Linked DNA regions of Dromaius novaehollandiae: region 2 is linked to region 1. A link is a contact called in public Hi-C data. All regions are on one chromosome and are shown on one strand. Each heading gives the region's core, a stretch centred on a gene start, on an enhancer-like site or on the middle of the called end of the contact. The rest is flanking DNA. Distances are from core to core; before and after follow the strand shown. Region 1 overlaps ELF5 (E74 like ETS transcription factor 5). Region 2 holds the start of ABTB2 (ankyrin repeat and BTB domain containing 2).

What was found. Hi-C and Micro-C count contacts between places; a contact is called where the count stands out from the background.
Region 2: a Hi-C map of liver shows a contact between it and region 1, with 5 times the contacts expected there. The contact joins the promoter of ABTB2 here to the enhancer-like site in region 1. A contact is called at or near these places in 3 of 4 Hi-C or Micro-C datasets (brain, liver and ovary).

The regions. Positions count from the first base shown.
Region 1 is chr5:51,268,101-51,276,061 of bDroNov1.hap1, reverse strand. ELF5 (E74 like ETS transcription factor 5) reads right to left here. Exons shown (of 6, transcript XM_026099982.2): 6 at 7,358-7,961. Among named protein-coding and RNA genes, the nearest start is that of ELF5, 23 kb to the right of the region's middle. Within about 2 kb of position 3,666, at least 1 of the 2 cell types and tissues checked has open chromatin away from gene starts, as enhancers often do.
Region 2 is chr5:51,324,697-51,332,657 of bDroNov1.hap1, reverse strand. ABTB2 (ankyrin repeat and BTB domain containing 2) reads right to left here and starts at 4,283. Exons shown (of 17, transcript XM_026099973.2): 1 at 3,014-4,283. The coding sequence starts at 3,878.

The DNA.
Region 1 (7,961 bases), core at 2,417-4,916:
TGGCTCACCTTGTGGCTGGCAGAGCCAGTACCTGTGTCCACTCAAACAATTCAGTTCATTCTTGAAGTCTTTAAAGTGCCCTAAGTTTTATGATGACACCCTGAGTCAGGGTGTCCGTCAAACCCTGCATTCAGATCTTTTTTTTTTTTTTTGGTTCACTTTTACTACGTGGCTAGTGCTCAAGATCAAATGGCTGGTACTCAACCTTGTGTCACACAAATTTAAAAAGTAGCCAGGATGTATTTCTGAGCAAGAGAATCTCTGAATCATGACAAGTTCACATGGCCAAACTTGCATAAACAGCTATCCAACTCTATTCTGTTTCCTGCTTTCTTGTTCCACCTTTCCCATGTTATTTTATATGACCCAAATTCTCAGTTTCATTTCCAGAGCTTTTCTGACTTTTTCTGCTCCATCTTCTGTCTGCTTAACATCTGTTGACAACTATTCTCTCCTAATCTGTCTATTCAAAGCAGTACATTAAAAAAAAAAAAAAAAAAAAAAAAGTCACTGTTCTCCAATCTTCTTCCACAGTGAGAAACCATTATGGTTTCTGAAGGACAGTAGCTCTTTTATCATCCATTCTCATCACACTGGCATGTAAGCCTCACAGAGAGATGAGGAAGCTTACTACCCTCCAAAACTTCCTGGAATGCTTGCAAACATGATGTGACTTCCTATACCTATACAGCATGTGTGAGCTCCAGAAGTGCAAAATAAAGTCCCATGCAACAGGAAGTAATAAAATCCGTTTGACTACGTTTAGTCAAAAAGTCCTCAGATCTAGCTGTCTGAGTTGGTTAGGAAAACTAGTGGTCTATGGTTTAGAGATTTTTCTTCCTCTTTTGTAGAGACAGCACAGATTGGCCAGACTTAGTACGTACATCTGGATGCCAAATTATTGCCACCACTAGGAAACAGCTGTATTGTTTATAAATACAACATCTTTTTCCACTCCCTAAAGAGGGAGCCTAGAGAGACTGCGATTACTGAGTAACAGTAGGCAGCAGAGTCTTTTAATCATTAATTAAGTACTTAAACAAAAATGGTTTGTTTTTAAAAACACTACAAGCTCACAGATTTTGCAAGTCATTGTGAATTGGCTTCCTGAACTCTCTTAAGATGGGTCAAGCAGCCTAATTTTAATCTCTCCTCTGTGAAAATTATTCCCATTTTTATGTGGAAATAACAAAAGAGATAGTGCTTGGGTACTGAAAAGGTTGAGAACAGAAATTCCACATTATTTGAGACATTTAATTTCTGCATTTAATTTGTTTGTTCAAGAATTAAACATTATTAAATATCAACAGTGGAACACTTTTCACAGAACTTTTTATTGAAGTAATTGCAATTAAAGGCTAAACAACAAAATATGTTCTGTTGGCAATCATAAGATTGTTAAACATACAAAATGCCAAGGTAGCTGTAGAATTGTCATTTTTCATCAGTGGTGCTATTATGACTGTAGAGATAGCGTGATATAAGTCACCATGGACTAAAACCCATTTGTGATAGGTAGTGCAGTCTTCTCATATGTCAATACAGATAATTGTCTAAGCATCAGCTGCCTATATATATATTACCTTTTCAGAACTGGTGTCATGTACTACCAGAGAGAGGAGCCAATGCATGCATCCAAGATCCAAATGTTGAAATGTTTAAAATATGCTGCTAGGGATTATGCATGGAATGTAAACACAGATATTTCTTCCCTATGTGTGTGAGTGAATTATACTAGTTCCAGAACAGAAGCAGTCTAGAATTACTAGCTATTCTACTCCATTTTGTGCTGTTTCATAGACAGTGACTTTTGGTTGTGTAATATAAAGATCAAACAGGTATCAAAGAGAAGCTTTTTGGTAATAATTTTTACTAAGAGTTCCAAGTCATGTAGCTAGTATGAGACCAACACTTACAGCATTCTGTTCTTCTCACAGTGAAAATCCAGGGGGTTAAGGGTATGGACCAAGAAAAGCCCTGTTCTAAAATTGGTCTGGAGGCAGCTATCTTCTCGGTTCCCTCCGCATATCAGAAGGGCCCATGTTTCATATATTTGAAAAATATGTAGACCCAAGAAACAAATATATTAAAATTTAGAAAAGGTTTGCATTCAAGCTGGTATACTTATATATTATGGTAATGTACTTAATCTGACACACTATTACAGAGAAGAATAATTCTGTCCCTCCTAGTCTGGATAATATAACATCTAAAATGTTGGTAGATGTCTTTAAAGGTATTGCCTATGACAGCAAACTCCTGCTGTGCTACAGTCAGCAATGTAGTGTCTGGTTCAGGCAAGAACTGAAAACATCTGATTAATAGCATCCATGAGAGATCATCTGTGAGAGCAAGGGCCTTTTGAAGTAACCTTCTGAATGTGCATTCACCACTGATACCTGTAATTTAAAGTAAAATCAAATTTTATCAGTTAAGGTGGGGTCTTAAAGACCTATTCCATGTGTATATTCTGAGGACTATCATGGCTGGAACAACTTTCCCATGTTCTTCTCCACTGGTGTTATCAATCCCTCAGGCCAAAGATCTTGCTTATAGTAACATAAGGTTAAAGCATGAAAAACTGCACTTGCAAAAACTGAGGATGCTGTTTGATTGTTTTTATTATGGAGTTTCTATCCTTTGTGTTCTCAACCTTCCTTGTACGGGCTCCAAAGGTGATAGTGTGTTTTTTTTATTAATATGCATGCCTGCAATATCCAAGGGCAGCTGAATCAGGCAAAATAAACTTGCCCAATTATAATTTGTTTCCACCAGCTTCTGTAACATCACTGTTTCATGACATCCCAAGAATACCACAGGTAACACCTGTTCTATTTCAGTGCGCTTCCCTGTAATACACAGTTTGACTGTGAGCTTCTGATTGCTTTTTGCCATGTTTAGAGTGCAACCTCCTGTTCTTCCCAGCATTTTAACTTCTTTCTTTGTGCTTTCCCTTGCAAAAATCTTACTCAGTAAGAACATTATATGCTACATATCCCTACTATATGGACTGCACTGGACTCCTAAATTTTAAAACAGTAAGAGTTCTTGAAAATAGATGTATATAAAATTACTCCTCTTGTAAAAATGTGTAAAATTTCTGAATTAATTTGGTATATTATCATTGATGATAAAAAGCATTTTCAGCTACATTTTGATTGACTATAGACCCTGGAGGGTTCTTTTTGCCAGCACCATCTCATTTAGTCTGTGAGTTTGTCTAAACCCTTCCCATTTATAAAAACTTTCAAGTCGTGTGCTATGGGTGGAAACAGTTTAACTGCTGAAAAACATGCAAGTAATGTTACAAGCTTTCTCCTAGATGTTTAAAGATTGAACTGTCATGAGCTGTTTAGAGGAACTTTGCTGGAGTAAAAGCAAAGAATGCTAAACAACTTGTGAGGCCTTATTTATAAGAAAAAGCTGTTTTCAGAAATGACACGTGAAAAGGTTTCCCTACCTTTTAACATAGATTACTTTAATCTCCTCTCCTTTCATTACATTTTAGTCACAGTGTGTAAAAATCTTGCAAACTGAAAAAAGAATTAATTTCAAGCTCTATAGTAGGAGCATGTGTGGAAATTCTATGATCCTTCAAGGTTTTGGGTTTTTGGTAGAGACCCAAGCTGTGCGTGGCACATGTCTACTTTAGCTCAAGTGTAGCCTCTGCTGGAGTATTCCAGTATTGCAGATCATCAGCTAATTTTTGAATAGCTGTTTAGGTTATGAAAAGAGGAACTGTGCTTTTGTGAAAAAATGATCTCACTAGAATACCAGTATAAATTGAGAATAAAATGGATGCCTGTATCCTTTCAATGCAAGGAATGATCAGCACAATGAAAAATAACCCAAAATATAGTTATTCTACCTAGTTTCAGTTTTGTGGAAAGAAGGCTTCTTCATTTCTGATGTCATGCTGGTTATCACACCACACCTTGCTCGTAGATGTAGCCTGGGAGCTGTACGTTATGGGTTGCAGAATGTTACAGAAGTAAACCACTTTCTCATTTTTTACAAATGTGGATGGAAATAGCCTCTTCACACATCTGGAAATGTGTTGAAGTGCATGGAGGCCTCTGAAATCTGTAGAAGCTGCGTGTTTGAAGGCATGATGTGGATGCTGTTCTGTACTGGTAAGCCTCTCACCGCTCTTTTGTGTTGCCACTTTCCCATGGGTGAGAGAATACATGGAAAGGTTGGACTTCATGCTATAAGCATCTTCTGACAAAGAGCCACATGGGTGAAGAGCATGGAAGCCGTGATTACTACTGACCTTTCAAAAGCTGCCACAGGTTATGGGTACAGTGCTGGTGGCAAGGGGAGCTGAGTGCGTTTAGTCTTGGAAATATTCAATGGCAGCAGTGTGGAGTTCAGTGTAAGAAAACTTATCCTGTGGAGAAATAGTTGTATGGGCAGGTTTTCATCTTCTTTCCTCATTGCAAATACTTGTGCAAAAGTCCATTCAATTTGCTGAAGACCAAGGTATGGACCTCAAAGTCTTAAAGAAAACCAAGAATTGAAACTACCTGTGGTTCCGTTATCTGGTCAGCTGGGCTGCTATGATGCTGGCCACCCCTCTCCTTTATTGGATCTGGCATATAGCATAGAGGGCTTGGGATGGAAGAATGGCCAAGGCACTATTTGGAGCTGAGAAATGAAATTCCTGTCTATTCTGGTGCTTTACCATTTCAGGTGAAAACTTCTGTCCTATTTGCCAGACTTGTATTCAAGCTCTTTAGGATAAAAAGTGCTGTAGAGGCTGCCTAAGGGTGCCCCTAGAGGGGGTATTTTCCCTCTTTCACAGGATTTTACTGGGTAAAAAACCTGTCTTATTCTGAGACTTTTCCCTTTAGTAATTATAATGTTTTCTTTAGATAAGAAGAAATTAGTACTTGGAAATTAGTACTTGGCAGTGTGAGATTGTCACTCTAACTTCAATATTCGGTCCAAACTAAATCTTGCTTGAAAAGACTTGATTTTAACAGTTTAGTATTCTAGGCGGTGACCATGCATATTCACAAAGGCTGTAATTAGGTTATAGCCTCGCTTCCTAAAATTAAATCAAAAGAAAGGGAATAATGTCCCTGATAGGATTTTACTTTGTATTTAATGAGGACTAGTGTAGTGTGGAATAAGTATTAAGAAATGTCTTTTAAAAATAATCCTTCCTAATTCTTTTCCTGTAACTTAGTTTAGAGATGAATTCACTTTATTTTATGATGCAATTAGAACACGTGCACGTTTTGCAGCTTGTGTCTGCAAGAGATTGGGCTAACCTTTCAAAGTGTACTGTTCAAGATCAGAGTGCTCAAAATTGCTGTCTTTGAGTAAATCTTCAAAGACATTACTAATAGAGTAGAAATCTAAACAGTTTTTTTTTTTTTCAAGTTTGAAGCAGTAATATACAATGCCTGTACTTAAATTTGTAACAGAAAGTAGCAGACCAATAACCTGGGGCAGGGCTGTATTTTGTTAAGATTTGCCAGAGCGGGACGACAGGCAGGCTGTGAGAGCTGAGGTTCTTCCCTGTCAGCACTGGTCAGTGCTGGGGCTCATTGCACAGCCACCCCATTTGGATTTGCATCAATTCCTGTGATTTAGCTAAATGTTCATATTTAATATTTAAACATCATTTAGGAGCCTTGCTAAGCTGTTGCATACCATAGTCCTTGGCCTCCAAATTTCCACTGGGCTAGAAGCATGTGGATCAGTCATTCCTAAAGACAAAATCACACTCCTGTAGACATAACACAAAGGCATAGACAATCAGCTTGAAATCCTTGCTCCAATTAGTAAAGCGTATGTCTGTTTTTATTTGAAGTGCTGAAATGGACTAAGGCACTTTTCTGGCATCTGGGTTCAACTTTTGCATCAAACCTCGCAAAATGAGGGTTGAACCCAGACCTTACTAGAGAGTATCAGATTGTGCATTGTTACACAGTATAGCCAGGACTTTTCCTTAAAAGTTGTGATTTGGCTTAGATGCTTCTTTGTGAGAGAGAATACCAAACAATGAAAAGGCTTTGGTGCAGAACTACATGCTTTATGAAAGAATTGTAATCCTGTCCAGTGCTTGTGCCTCACCTATAGATCTCGGTGCTTTCTAGCAGCTTAGAATAGTAGTTTGTGGGCATCAGTATGTAAAAAGCATGATATCTTTTGTTTGAGAGCCTTAGTACAATGTAATGAAGCTAAATTTAATTCTTCCTGAGTAAAACATGTTTTGCAATCTGCTTTGAGATTAGAAAAATGGTCACTTGAACTGGCGCTTTTAACGTTAACAAGGAAACAGTTTCCACAGTCGCAGACATTTAGAATCTTTTTTCTGTTTTGTGTGGACTTCAGTGCATAGGAACACAGCATATGAGCAATGAAGCTGTAAAATTTTCTGCAGTGCTTTAGTTTTAGAAATAAAAGCAGTGTCTGCTTTGGGAGAATCGTATTAAATTGCTTTGCTGTTTGTACGCTACATTCATGAGCACAGGGGAATAGCTGAGCAACCTCTGTGCCGGGCTGAAATCTTGTGTGAATCTGGTTGGAATAAATTATCCTAGCTCCATTAGAGTCACAGCACTATAACAATTTACACTAGTTGACCCTTTTTAAAACTCTTTCAGATTTTTATCGGATACTTCTGAACTGCTCAAACAAACCACTCCCTTCCATACTGGTTTATGGTGTGTGCTCAGTTAACAATATCTGAAATAACTTTGTGCTGGCTTAATCATGTTTGTTCACTAACTGAAGAAAGAAGCACTTACACAGTACTTTTTGTTCTACTACCTTTTGAGCTACCAGCATTCAATGATGCAGTTGCTGTAACCTCGGAGAGACCCTGCCCTTTGTGATCCTGAGCACCCAGTCTGTCTAGATGGCCACTCAGGGAGAAGATTAAGATGAAGGATCCAATTTTTTCCTGCGGAAAACTGTTCTGAATAGAGTTATCTTTTATGGGAATGTCTTCTGTACTTTCTTTTTTACAATAAAAACAAGAGCCAATTATATTAAGTTTTTGAATAAGCAGTTTGTAAGATTGGTTTTGAATCACTTACATCCTCCTTCTACGTTTTACAGAACTGATAACCCGGAGATGTGTTAACTGCAAGAGTCATGCCCTAGTGTACTGCATAAAGAGACTATTACAAACAATGCTTCATAATCTATATACATTGTTAACTATGATCTCTCAGTGTAGCTTTTCTCTTTGAATCAAGTACTTGCAGAAGAAAAGCACCAAAGGAAGGTCTGTAGAAGCATTTCTATCTTTGGCTCATAGACGTTTGTTTATGAAAGTGCAAAGTTGCTCTGGGTTCCTGTAATATAAGTTAGGAAAACACGAATGAACCAAAGCCACGTCTTGCATATTAAATATTTCATTCACATTGTTTACAGATTGCAATTGGCTGGAAACTATACAAATCCAAAAATAGATACTTAGTCATTCACATTTTGAAAACACATTTACAGTAAATCTACATATCTGTACTTTAGGGCTTCTTGGTTTGCAGATTTCTTTTTGACTTGGCACAGGTTTGGTTAAATGAGGGTCACCTAGGTGGATTTTGTCAGTGATGATGACTGAACATTGTCAGACTAGGAAATAGAAGGTGATTGCTGCTAGTTTCCAAAATTTTTGGAGGTCTGACTGTAGCCCAAACTGAGTATTAGTACTGTATCTAAAATTTGTGCAATTTAGGTAGCAAAATATAATTTGAAAGTGTTCATCTCTCAGCCACGTGGCTTGTTATGTGGGATTTAGTGCCCTTGTTTTGGCTGTGATTTTTTTTTTTCTTCTTTCAGCAAAGTCATTATCCATTGATAGGAAATAGGCAGCTGCAATACACTTCAGAACATTATTCACAGTCTGCCCTTTATACCATATTCCCATCCCTAAAGAGTTTATCCCCCAGCCAGAATGTCTGTAGCTGTTAGGCAGATAAAAACAAAGAAATGTTTGAAAA
Region 2 (7,961 bases), core at 3,034-5,533, 56 kb before region 1:
AAGTCAGAACTCACACTAACAGCAGAATATGTCTTAGAGAAGCAAGCGGCAAATAGTTGATTAAAGGACAGATTCACAAAAAGGAAAAAACAAAACAAAAAGAACTGCAGATTATTATTTATTTAAAAAAGAATTAACTCCCCTTTAAGCATTTAGAGTTTTAAATCTTACCCTTCACACACCAGGCGTTGATTAGAACGTTTGTCATAATAAAGACTAAAAAGCTTTCAGCTTCTAAAAGCCTTAAGAATTGTGACTAGACTACTCCCTTTGATGGAAGATTACTCATAGAAGGACACAGGTCTAGATCTTAGTCTGTTGAGAATTTACAAAGATTTCTGCATTTACTTACTGTTTCCTGAACTCCAAGGAAGCCTACTATCCTGATCTAATAAAGGAAGCTATTTAATGGATCTTCATGCCAGAAAGGTCCATTATGATAATCCAGTGCAATATTCTGCATATAGTATACTGCCATGGATTTCATCCAGAGATTGCAGTGCCTGACTAGAGTTAAAACTTGACCTCCAAGAGCTTTTTATCTCTAGCATCAAACTCAATACTATAAACCAAAACCCAACAAACATATGCCAAGTTTGGAATTTACGAGTACTCCATTAAAATTTTCTTATTATAGGAAGAAACAAAGACAACAGTAAAGTGAATTTTGCTGTTCCTTGTACTGGAACAAATCCAGTTATTTTACCACTAGATCTACCTCAGATTTTATTTAATGTACAAGACAAAAATCATTTGAAAGAACTGTGGAGAATGATGCGACTATTACTAATACACAATTCCTAAATGGAGAAAGAATAAAGAAGTTATTTAAAGCTTTCTGTATCAATATAAAATCACTTGTAGTCTCGTAACTGCAAGAAATGACATTTAGAAGATTCACTGACTTGCATTAGATAAAATATTAGTGACAGACTGTCACAGTAAATCACAGTATGCCTTTAGGTGCACTTTATACAGTTTTCAGACTTTAAAAACATGCATTCAATTATTGACAGAGCTGATCAGAAAGACAAGAACAACAAAAGAGGTAACAGAAGCCAACCCTTCTGTGGCCAATCACTGCCTCATATTCTACTATAAAAGCGTTATCATAACTGACCATTTGGTGTTCTGAATATTTATAAGCACTTCCCTGCACAGTCACTCATGCTTCCATTGAACACCAACTTCCATTCATTCACTGCATTTTTTCCAAGACAGAGATTTCTCATCGGGGGGGGGGGGGGGGGGGGGGGGGAAGAAAAAGAAAAAAAAGGTCAGCACCATGACTGATTAACTCTTCCTTTCCATTTTACACACAAACTGCGTGGCAGAAACTAAGTGGAGATCATGAACACCTGAACTGCATCTTTTCCTTTGCAGAACCATGATATTTTACTCCAGCTTCCACAGATAAGGAACAGAAGATGGAACTGAGTCCTCTTTTTGGACTCAGCTACAAATATTCCCTGGGTATATGAAGGATTACGACAACTGTTTTGGCAAGGCAAGACATCCCAATACCTTTACAATCTTGCATGAAAGACCCTGTAGTTTAAAAAGCAAATGTCTATGTTCAACTTTTAAACTTACAGTTATGTTTTATACCAGCACCAAAAGCACACCCCAAAGGGCTTTTTGCATTTAATTCACACACATTTAGTAACATTGTCAGTAGACAGGGTGCAGATAAAGTGTACAAGAGAGGGTTTGAGCGCTCAGTGATAGAAGCCATCCTCTTAAGTAGTTAGGATGCACCAGGCTGACCGGATAAAGAGAAATTGTGAGGTTGAGCAGTTACTGCACCCATCCACTGGTAATCTGAATTGCTACATTATTGCTTGGGGGTGGGGTAATAGGAAGGTAATGTAGCTGATCAGCATAAGTCGGCCTTTTTCTGACAAAGTGTTTCATTAGTAACATTCACTTAAGGTATCATTTTTCCCCTCAAAGAAAATCTGCTCCTTCGCTTGTCCCTCTTTATGAGATTACATTTTGAAGAGACCAAGCCACTTGCTTTTATAAACAGTTAAATCAAAAAGGTTTTCTTTGTGGAGTATCTGACAACAATGAAGCCAGTAAGAGTCATGAAACTGCACGGGGTACACAGAACGGCTTTCTGAATTAAACGCTTCTCTAAATTTTCCACGGAAAATTGTGGTACTCCTCAGTGTGACACAACAAAAAATAAACAGTGCAGCTTCCTAACAGAACTGTCAAGATACAAGTCTTTTAAATTGCTCCACAATCTCCTAAAAAGATGCCAACATTCCTTTATCTGCTTATTTACTTAACTGCTTAAAAAGTCTGCTTTCGAATCAAGTGCCAGGATTAAGTATTTTAATGTCAAGTTATTGAGGTACCATCCCACATACTTCATTTGGCAAGCCAGACATGAATTCATGTTTACTACATGAGCATAGTACAGCACAGCCTTGTACTAAGCTAGAAGGACGTTTTGCTCAGGAACTGAACTTTATTACTGCAATGAAAAAAAAAAAAAATCAAGTTGTTTTCCCTCTCCAGGCTGTATGTGGGAATAGCATCTTTAAGACGAAACTCTGCAAAATTCTCACTATATTCTACTATACATTGGTGGTAGAGTGAAGTAGGTTTTGTTTAAAAAGAATAGCGATATTTTCCGAAGAATGGCTTGTTAATGCATGTTTCATATCATGGGTACAGAAAAGCGTGCATACATGCCAATTATAGCAAAAATGCTCAAAACAGCAGCTGGTTGAAATTTTGAAGAGACATTTGTTAAAACAACAGGGCTTGGTTTCCCACCACCTCTGCACCTTCTATAAACTGGTACGTGTTAAGAATAAAGCGGTGTCAATCCTGCCTGGTAAAACTATGTCGCACACACAAACCACTACCAAGATGCAATTCAGATGGAAAAAAAAAAAAACCAAACAAACAACCCCCTTCCCCCCAGATCCATAGAAATTACTTATTTTACGGGTAAAGCCCGTTGGTACAAAGACTAGCGATCATGAAAGTTGGATCTTACCATTAGCATTTTTCCCACAAATGAGATGTTCGTAAGGTTGCAACACTCCCCAAAGTTCAGCATCATTGTTGATAACCATCTCCAGGATTTCAGCTGAGATCTCCCCTCCTCCAACATCAGGGCTCTGACTTGTCAAAACCCTGGCTTTAATCTCTTCTACAAGGTTTTCCATGCAAGAAGTTAAAGAGATGGCTGCATATTCATGGATCCTAACTGAGATCCTAGTGTCCACCATCCACCTGAAAAACCTGCCCACTGAAAAGGTGAGGCCACATCTAGCTGATTTACCCTTCCTCAGCCCATCTCCAGCACTCATGCTGTACAGAGAAAGCGCCTTGACAGTCGCCAAGACACAGCTTTCTGACAACGACCAGCTCTGGATGAGCTTGATAGCACTCTGAACCTCAAACCTGGTACACTTGGAGTGCATCACGCTGAGACGCTGAGCTTCCCTGGAGATCCGGATCAAGGCACGCCTCAGTAACTGAGAGAGCCGCCTGACAGCTTCCTGAGTAAAGGTTCTGGTATTTCCATCTCCCTTCCCTTTTCTGAGTATTTTTCCAATGTCTTCATCAGTCCAAGGGTATTCCTCTAGATCCGGCAGCTTAGGACACTTGGAAAATATATCTGCAACTTCTGGGTCTTCCGGCAGAACAGTGTTCACTGTATCCCAGCTGTTATTCCTACTGTTCATGGAGCCCGAGTAGTACCACCAGTTGCCTCTGTGCTGAGAAGAGGTAAAAGCTTGGGAGTTGGACTTGGAAGAAGAGAGACTAAGGGACCTGCAGGAATCCCCTGCCCCATAACCAGAGTCCAAAGTTAAATCCTCCAGGGTCTTCAGAGTAGAGCTGTATATCCCAGCCATAGGAAAGACGGGGAAGCCAACCGCAAAAGGCACAAAAGGGGCGGCTGCGCCGGCCGAGCCCGAGGCGCCAGCCCCGCAAGCGGCGCGGCAGGATTTACAGCGCGCCGAGGGGAAGCGCAGCGCAGCCCGGCTCCGCCCGCACACCGGCTACCTCCATCCCGCGGGAAGGCGGCGCTCAGCCATCTTCTGCCTCGGCAGAGACCGCCGGGCTGGCGGCCGGTGTCAGACAGCCCCGGGGGCGCCGCCGGCGCTCGCTGCCGCGGCGGTCGCCGGGCCTCGGCGGGCGCGGGGCGGCGGCGGCGGGCGGGGCGGCTCCGCGGGACACTTGCGGCAGCTTTGACTCAACTTCTCCGCCGCAGGTCTGCCGGGCACCCCGGCACGGCGGCATGCAAATGAGCTGCGGGAAGCGGCACCAATCGGCGGCTCCGACGGGGACCGTCTCCGCCAGTGAAACCCGAGCTGGGCGGGGAACATGCAAATGCGGCGCGGGGAAGGGAGAGGCGAGGGAGGCGCCGAGGCAGCGGGCGGCGCGGCGCGGCGAGAGGGGACGCGAGGACAGGCCGGGAACACCGGCGCCTCTACCGGGGTGCAAAGCTGCGCGAAAGCGGGCGCTTTTCTTGCAGACTGCAGCCCCGGCCGGGCGTGGGACACCAGCACCAACGGTGGGAAATAAAGATGCCTTTGTGCCTTCTCCTTCCGTCCACGCCCTCTCCGCTTTCGGCAGCCCTTCGGCAGCGGGCTGGAGTTTTCCCCCGCTTTCCTTTTAGCTCCCCTGCTCGGCGGCGGAGCGGGAATGCCGGCTCTCCCGGGCGCTCCGCACCGGCGAGTCCCGCAGGCCGCGGAGGGAGGGAGGCAGGGAGGGAGCGAGCGGCCGGCCGCGGGTCACTGCATGAATGGGGGATTGTGCAGGCGGCCACGCAGCCGGCGTGCCGAGTCCTGAAAGGCGCCTTTGTGAGGCGGTTTACACAGCCCTGACCTTGAACCGTGAGCTGGATGTGAAGCGGAGGTGTCTGGCTCGGCTCTTCCCCGCCGCCCTCCGCCCCGGGCAATGGTCCTTCCCGCAGCGGCGGCTGGGGGCGGGCTGCGCGGGCCGAGGGCTCCGCCTGCCGGCGCGCAGGCTGCGCGGAGCGGAGCGGAGCGGTGCGGGCAGCCCCGGGAGCGGCCCCGCGGGAGGCGAACGGGCGGCGGCAGAAGCCCCGCGGCCCCCTTGGGTCATCGAGTTCTCGCAAGTCGCGTTAGATAACACGGGTCCTTTTGTTTGTTTGTTTGTTTTTAAACATCTTTTGGCAAGACGTAAGCACGCCAAAGAGCACTAACAAGACCCCTGCTATTTATGACCATCAAACCATAAAAGCCTCAAGACAAACAGGTATCGTTTTGCAGACTGCAGAGCCCTAAAGGACATTAGCAGCAGAGGACCAAGGACTGCCACAGAGAGCGAAGGTAGTCAGAATCCATTTTGTTAATGCTCGGTCTCTTTTCACAAGTCTCTGTTTAGCAAGCTGCAGTGACTGCAAATATTCATCATTTAGCATAGTTAAAGCATTGATTTCAGGTTTATTTTTGTTCAACAACACAGAAATGTTTCCAGTACTCTTATTTACAAACACAGTCTTTTACTCCTGCTTTGTAAGATACCTATGATTTCTGTGCTCATTCTCTTTCTCTAAAATTAGGTTTAATATTTAAAGCCCCCGAAGGAAACTTCAGTCATCAGCTTGGGCACTCGTTCACTCAAACCACTACTGCGATGACTCGCACGAAAGCGGCAGTTCTCTCTGCCGTCCATAGGCGGCATCCTTTACCACCCTTTGGTTATGACAGCCTGTTCTGTCTTGTGCTCATGCACAGTAAATGCACTTTCTTCATTCTCCAACTAAATATACTCCAGTCAAAGATACCAAGCACACTAGTATCTTTTCCTGTTGTCTTTGGTAGCATCAGACCAAAAGCTTTCACTTACAAGTTTAGACCACTTATGTGGCAACAATGAGCTTCCCAAAGAAGTCAAAGCATCTGATGGTTAAAAGGTGCCTGGAAAGTGTATTTAAAATTTAGAACTCCAAGATAAGCATTTTACAGTCACATTCATGGAGCAGCAATCTATTCTCACAGTGTTTGTGGTATTTTCCTATTAATGGGAATTTGCAATGGAAGAAGCAAAAGTGTGTTTACATACACTTAAAGCAATTTGACCTAAAGCATACACCATTTCTAGAAAGGCATTACCTAACAAATATTTTGAACAGATATCGCTGTTGACCATCTATATGCATGCTATAGGCAATTCATTGATCTTCAATTTTTAAATAAAAAAACTGCAGAAATTTTCTAGTTCAAAAGTATAATGTCTTACTCTGATGGGATCTTGTTTCGTATTTCTTTTTACTGTACTATACATGGTGCTTAGTATCAATGAAAAACAGAGCAGCTGTATGAATGCAATATTTGAGAGCATTTGAAAAAATCATAGCTTCTGTAGTTTGCCCTTTTTGCACTCAGTTTTTCTCCTTGTGCTCACAGGCATGAGCAGCTCCCATTTATACTAGTAGCGCACCCTGCTAACTACTTTGTTCAGCCTCCCACTAGTTAACTCTCCAAATTGCTTTTTCCACATTACATCTTTTATCTTTCCTAGATCTAACCCAACTATAATACAGCTCTTTGCTTTTTCATAGCTTCTTCCCGTGAAAGCATGAACATGAAACACGAATTGTCCAACAGAACCAGGCATTCTCTCCTTGATGAGACTTCAATTCATTTAAGAATCTTAACGCTTCAGCCCATTATTTGTATCTGAACTGACAGTAGAGAACAAGTATTTACTAAATGGTTCTAATCCTCCGGTGTTATTTTACAGATCAATGCCGTTTCTGCTGTTTTGTTGTATTTTTCAGTCTTGAACACTATTTTTTAAACAAGTTCAAGCCCAGTAAAGACAACATGGTAATAGGTACCTGAATGCAAGACAAGTCATAATTGAGTCAAAGAACACAGTTGCAAGTCTCACACAATCAGTGCATTCAAGCAATACACTTTTTCTAGAAGATGATCTTTCCACTCTTAGCTCTGTACTTAATCCCATATCTTATGTACCATGAACTACTGCAGAATTTTTTACCCCCAACTTCTGCTAGATTCCCATATGCTGTTTATGCCTATTCAGATCACTGCTGCTAAACTTGTCATATGGATTTTCCACATCATACAGCTGTATTACATCCCTCTGCATTTCTCCACTGCCTCCTCAAAACAGGGTACTTTTTAAATTCCCTATCCATACCTTTGGAATCATACACAGAGGCCTCTTTCTCTATTCTTGTCTTCGCATTGAATGCTGTATGAATGAGAAGCAGTCAGCAAGACCAAGCTGTCATCTCTTTCTCACTAAAAAGGCTTTGTTCTTTGTTCTGTGCTGCCCCTTTGCAGATGCTTTCTCTAGAATCCAGCCTGCCCTGTCTACCTCTTAAGTCTTATTTCTATCATAAATATTAGCATAAATTGCCACTGAGAAGAGCTACATAGCTGGCCAGTGCTAACTCAACATTATTCAGGAAAAACGCAGCTATGCAAGTACTTGACTTATTTACACAAGTCACTTCTACTCTTTCCCTTATCCCACTTCTACAATACTCCTGCACAGGTTATTATTCCTAGTCTAAGTACTTTAACAATACAAAAATCATCTAACTTAATAGCAGTGTCTGCTTTCTTACTCCCCTCCCACAGCATTTTCTCAATGTTAGGAACTACCCTACTTTCCAGTTCTGAAATTTCACATGTAGTATTTCCTTACACAATAATAATTTGGCTGATAAATCCTTCTCTCCCTCCACTGCAGAAGTATTACCAACCTTTTCCAAAGGCAGACAAACAGCAGAACACAAGCTGCCCAAGAAAGGAAGAAGTATTCCTTACTGAATATTTAAACTTAAAGCTTCAAGATGCCTAGCACAATAAAAAACAATACTTTCTGCAAAAAGGGAGAACGAAATAAGAATTCTCTGCTAACACTTCTTACTTTCAAGTGCACGCTCTTTTGTTACTACATCTCTTATCCACAACAGGACAAGTTCATCATAT